Regions from separate parts of the Mus musculus genome. Here region 1 is linked to region 2. A link is a contact called in public Hi-C data. All regions are on one chromosome and are shown on one strand. Each heading gives the region's core, a stretch centred on a gene start, on an enhancer-like site or on the middle of the called end of the contact. The rest is flanking DNA. Distances are from core to core; before and after follow the strand shown.

Region 1 (2,700 bases), core at 111-2,610, 490 kb after region 2:
AGACCCACCCCTTCCTGTTTAGCACGTCCAGATGGCACAGGGGCATCTGGTCTGCCAAGGGATAAGAAAAGCTCTCTGGAGGAAGACCCCCTAGAGGATAGACAGATAAGGGGGAATGGAAAGGGCATTCCAGACAGAGGGAACCGTGTGTTCCAAGGTCAGGAAGGCAGAGAAAGCTTTGTAGATTTGAGGATTTCAAGGGCAATGCAAAGGAGCCTTTCTGGACCAGATTCACTGAACGGCACTGCCAGGCGCCGTCCCCACCCTGATCAACCTCCTTCACAGCACAAGTGGATCACATACTCTTTTGTTTATTGGTTTCAGCCCCAGCTGAAACCCCAAGTCCACTGCAGGGAGGGGGGCACACCTTATCTTCTTTGCCTTCTTAATATTTGGTGACTAGTTATCACTACTAGTTAAATGACCACCAGACTCAGAGCTCCAAGACAAGAGGGACCTGGCCATCCCTCCCCCATTAAATCCCCCAACACCCGGCACAGGACTAACGACATAGCATTTGACACTTGGTTAAGTATTTTATGATCAAGCCATATGCTCTATACTAGATATTCAGCTCCTGAAAGGATAGAAGAATGACCTCAGGCAGCGCAGGTATGCTGTGATATAAATAACCCCACATATACACACTCGGGTGCACCTGATGGGTAAATGAAGGAGTTAATGCAAGACTACAAAGTTCTCACACTCCAAAGCCCAGAGGTCCATGATGCCAAGCTTCGCCTTGCTAAGCTGCCAAGATTTCTATCTCTTCTTGTCACTGCCATTCAAAGCGACTCTCTTATCCACAGCAGCCATGCCTCCATTGTCACAGGGGCAGTAGATCATCTCCCCTCTGTTCCTCTCTCCTGAGCTCTGAAAGCCCTGCAGATTCCCAGCCCTGCAAGAGGAGGTCAGCTGACCCGGGCGCCTGGCCCTCTTCCGGCAGGCACTTTTACAGGAGCCTTCTCTGGGAATGGTCAGCATTCCATTCTCCCAGAGAGTGGGATGTGAATCTGGCCTGTTTTCATTAATTGCAAATTAATGCTAGGCTGGGTGCTATTTTAGTCCACGCTTCCACAGAGGGTGGAATGCGACCCAAGGCAGCTAGCGCATCGCGCTCATTCCTTCTGCCGTTGGACTGCGTGAATATTTTTAGAAGCCGCACCCTCTTGCCGTGGCCAGATAGATAATTTCCAAAACCAGATGTGCTCATTGCAAATCAGCATAAGGCACAGAAGGGAAGAGCAACCAGTCACATGGCTCACACCAAAACTGCAGCAACATCTAACACATTCCAGCCAGAAGCATCTTTAGAGACTTCCCGCGGGGCCACAGGAGAGGTGGACCCACAATGTGACAGCCACTCCCCCTGCCCTTAGCACGATCGATCTTGCCACTCACATCCGGTTGGTTGGTAGTCCATTTGTACCCACGGTCCCCCTAGGCCAGGCAGCGATGGCCTTTCATTCACACAGAAGGCCAGCTTGTGGCCATGTGTATGACTGCTTCTGTCAGCAACTGTCCTTTCTAAATATGCATCTGCAAAGTGCTGAGTCAGGAAGCGCGGATTCCCATGCAGCCGGAAGGCAAATCAGCACCAGCTGAAACACATTTTTAAAACACTTGGAAGTGGGTGCAAGAGGATGGAGTTTGCCTGGAAGTCAAACATGGGAGTGAGTTTTAATCCTGGCTAGGGGCTCCTTTGCCCACAAATCAATCAGTTATAATGCTTACATGTGCCAGGCACCAGGAGATGCTCTGGAATGAGAAAGACAACAAACTCCTGATCTCAGGCACACCCCTTAGACAGTCCAGGCTGGAAATCGACCCTCAACAAGTTCTTTCAACTAGACTATCAGGTCTTAGTTGACATCTCTGCAGCAACGGAGGAAACAGTAAATAATGACTTGTTAAAAGGACAGATTTGATTATGTGTGAGTGTGCGCACACGCGCGCGCACACACACACACACACACACACACACACACATGCTCACACACGTTCCCACCCTGGGCAATGTCAGGAGCAGAGATTCCTAAGAAAACAGACAAAGAAAAATATAGGACCAAAGTTGACTTTTGTAATTAAGTACTATGTGTGCTACTTGGATACAAAAACAGAGGCTCTCAGGTGGAAAACCTGGTCCCCAGGAGCCCCATGCCCTACAGTCACTTCTCTGTTGCTTTGGGTTTTACAAATGAGCTGTTCTTCCAGGCTGCTGCCCCATTGTCCCCAACACAATTGCTCTCTGAATTCTGGCCATTCTTCTGCTCCATTAGGGAATTCTATGACTCCACAGGAAGCTATGCACCTTATCACTTCTGGGGCTACAGCATGGGACCAAGAGGTCCCACTGTACCACAGAACCCAATCCCCAGGCGAGAGGCTCACATTCCAGACCTTGTATAGTCTACATTTAGTTCCGAGGGCTCCCGGCGACAGGTGGCAGGAAGAATCTGGACAGGGTATCACTGAGATCAACAGATGATATGGAACCCTTAGAAGGCAAGGGTCCAAACTGACAGCAGGCCCGACCACCACCCCATCCCAGAACCACTTGCCCAAGCTTCTGGCTTTCCATGCATTTCCTCCTGCAGGGGCCAGACACTTAGACTTAGGCAAGCTCTTGGGATGGACACAGCTAAGCACCACCTCCTCTGAATGCATTTCTAACTACTTTCACATTTATTGTCGGTACCT
Region 2 (2,738 bases), core at 143-2,642:
GACTGTTGTGGGCTTCTGAAACCTCAAAGCCCACCCTCAGTTATATACTTTATCCAATAAAGCCATACCGTCTAATCCTTCCTAAATAGTCCAGTAACTGAGAACCAAACATTCAAACCTCTTTGCCAGTGTGGGCCATTCTCATTCAAACCTCCATGTACTATGACCTTCAACTGTGTGAGACAAGCTAAGCCCCCCTTCCCTGAGTGGCTTCTGTGAGGTTTTTTTGTCACAGCAATGAGACAATTCAGGTGTATGAGAAGAAGGAGGCAGAAGAGATGGATATCACAAGACTGCTGAGTGGCAAGCAGAGTGAGAGGCATTTTGTGCATAACATCTACAGGGTATTCAATGCCGACTGTGCATGTGACACTCTGTGTAAGGCACTGACTGGCACTGCTGAGCCATGTTTGTCAATATCAGAAACTGGGGTTGGGGATGGCAGCTATGTACATAACAGCCAGCTATCAGGAGCATCCCTACATGGATGGAAGCTGGGCATCTGAGAAGCATCAACCACTCACGTTTCCATAGCGAACACGGGTGAAACGGAGCATCTCCCCTGGTCCTTCCTGACCAGCACCCACACTTTCTATTGTAAATATTTGGAGATGAGGTATGTAGAGGCCAAGAATGAGAACGTCTGCCTTCATAAACAATGAGCCATGGAATAGGAGTCTGAGGAGGATGGGAGAGTAGAGGACCGCACACTCCATCTGGTCCGGGAGTGTTTCTCAAGGGAGACATACTTACAGCTTTGGACTGGGACATCCTTTTTCCGTGAGAGTGTTTTGTGCATCACAGGGCACTTTGCGTTCTTCTTAAGCACCGAAACCCAGAAGTGACCCTTCTGTTTGTGACTCAGACAGTGCTGTCAAATGTACCCCAATGTCTCAGGTGAGTGGTACCATCTGTCCTTCCCAAGACTCACCGTAGATAAAGATGCCTTCTTGAAACCTCCTAGCTCCAGGGCTATATTCAGTAATTCCGGGCAGACATGAATGAGTGAGAGAAAGAATGAGAAAAAAACAGAAGTCAAGACAATGGCAGGAGAGTTCATCTGCGTAGACTATTTCTGTGGCCTTTGGGTACTTATACCCCTGGGACACTCCAGATGATGTTCAGCTGGAACTGTGATGGATGGCTCAGACCTGAGATGAAAGGGCCCAAACTCAATCTGCTCTGCAGTTTACCTCTAACCACACTCCTTCCTGGCACTTTCAAGACTGTAAATGAAGACTGTACGCTCAACGGCAGTCTCACATGGGAGCAGAGGAAAGGAGGGAGGGACACCAGCCTTGCTGTAGTAAAATGGGACACCATCACCCTCCACACTAATGCAAACCAGCTGCTGACTGGCCCTGACTTGCGATAGAGCAGGCAGAATTCTTGGACACTGAGTTATTCTTAGAAGCATGTGCAGTCAGTCCCCTGGCAGGGCTTACTGTGAGCTGGCTATTGCCAGCCCCCTGTCAGGACGCCGTGCCAGCAGGCCAGGGGAGTGATTGTTCTTACTTATAAAAAATAACTTTGGGATTTTAATTTCAAATTACCCACAGAGATGGAGCCTGGATATGGGGAAGGGTGGGAAAGGCAGAGAAGTTGGGACAAAGTATGAAGAGGGGGCAGAGGAACAGTGGCTATTAAGACTCTCATTTTATTCCTGTGTTTGGAATTTCTCCTCCCTGTGTGGTGGGTTCTCATCACAACAGACTTGTGTGGGACCTGGAAGGACCCAGGTGACCACATGTTGACCTTAGTGTGGGCAGTTTCACGTGTTTCTTTTGTGTGCTGGACCGCTTTCTCTTGGAGACTTCATTTAATGTGTACAGGACACCATGTGGTGGGTATTACAGTAAGTCTTGGAAAGGTAATCCGATAGGGCTCCACAATTATCAAATGGCACAGGCAAAGTATGAACTTGGGCCAGCTAAGTCCTACCTTCATATCTGTGTTGAATACCAACTCTATGACAAGGCTGAGCTAGACGTTAAGACTATGATGCTAAATAAAATGACTGGATCCCAGCCCCCGGCTCTTGCTGTTGGGCTGTCTGCAGGAGAGCCAAGTGGATAAAGAGGAAGGTCAGTATCAGGATTTGTCAGGCAGGAGATAAGACCCGCTGTGACCTCTGTCGTGATAGGTCAAGCACAGCTATCATTTTGAGGAAATACTCCAGTCTTACATGGGCACCTATGTGGAAGGCCATGGAAGAAGAGTACTCAGGCAAAGGGACCAGGATGTCCGCCAATGTGCTCAGCAAACTCGTGGCACTCGGGATGCACTGAGGATATGGAGGAGGAAGTCACTGAAAGACAAGGAGGCTCTGAGCAGAACAGGTTCTATAGGACAAATGTGGAAGCTTGAGCTTTGTTTGTGGGACCAAAACCCTCTGTGTATCCACTAGTTATTTGCTTATTGACCATGTGTTTATTGAGCATATACTCTGTCTGGTAGTTAAGGAGTCTTAAGCAAAAACAGCTCTCCCCCAACACACACACACACACACACACACACACACACGGAGAAACTAAAACCAAACAGCACTGCCCTCAACAAAACCAAACAAAGTAGATACTTACTTGTGCTATAGTGGAAAAGAGGTTCCCATGTGAAAAAAAAAATCATTTAAGGAGTCACCATAGTGGATGAGCTGAAAGATGTCCCCAGGATGATCAAGGGTCGATGGCTAGGAGTTCAGGGCCATAGATAATCTCAAGAGGGACTTCTCCACTTGG

What was found. Hi-C and Micro-C count contacts between places; a contact is called where the count stands out from the background.
Region 1: a contact with region 2 is called in a Hi-C map of myocytes, with 1.8 times the contacts expected there. The contact joins two enhancer-like sites. A contact is called at or near these places in 1 of 484 Hi-C or Micro-C datasets (myocytes) and 3 of 115 datasets of contacts at active chromatin or transcription factors (cardiomyocytes, extraembryonic endoderm stem cells and neural progenitor cells).

The regions. Positions count from the first base shown.
Region 1 is chr10:84,387,526-84,390,225 of GRCm38.p6, forward strand. The region is part of intron 4 of Nuak1 (NUAK family, SNF1-like kinase, 1); the gene reads right to left. Among named protein-coding and RNA genes, the nearest start is that of Nuak1, 52 kb to the right of the region's middle. Within about 2 kb of position 1,361, at least 96 of the 459 cell types and tissues checked have an H3K27ac peak or open chromatin away from gene starts, as enhancers often do. A contact at or near this core is called in myocytes, where this site is marked.
Region 2 is chr10:83,894,474-83,897,211 of GRCm38.p6, forward strand. No RefSeq gene overlaps it. Among named protein-coding and RNA genes, the nearest start is that of Gm33919, 31 kb to the right of the region's middle. Within about 2 kb of position 1,393, at least 57 of the 459 cell types and tissues checked have an H3K27ac peak or open chromatin away from gene starts, as enhancers often do. A contact at or near this core is called in myocytes, where this site is marked.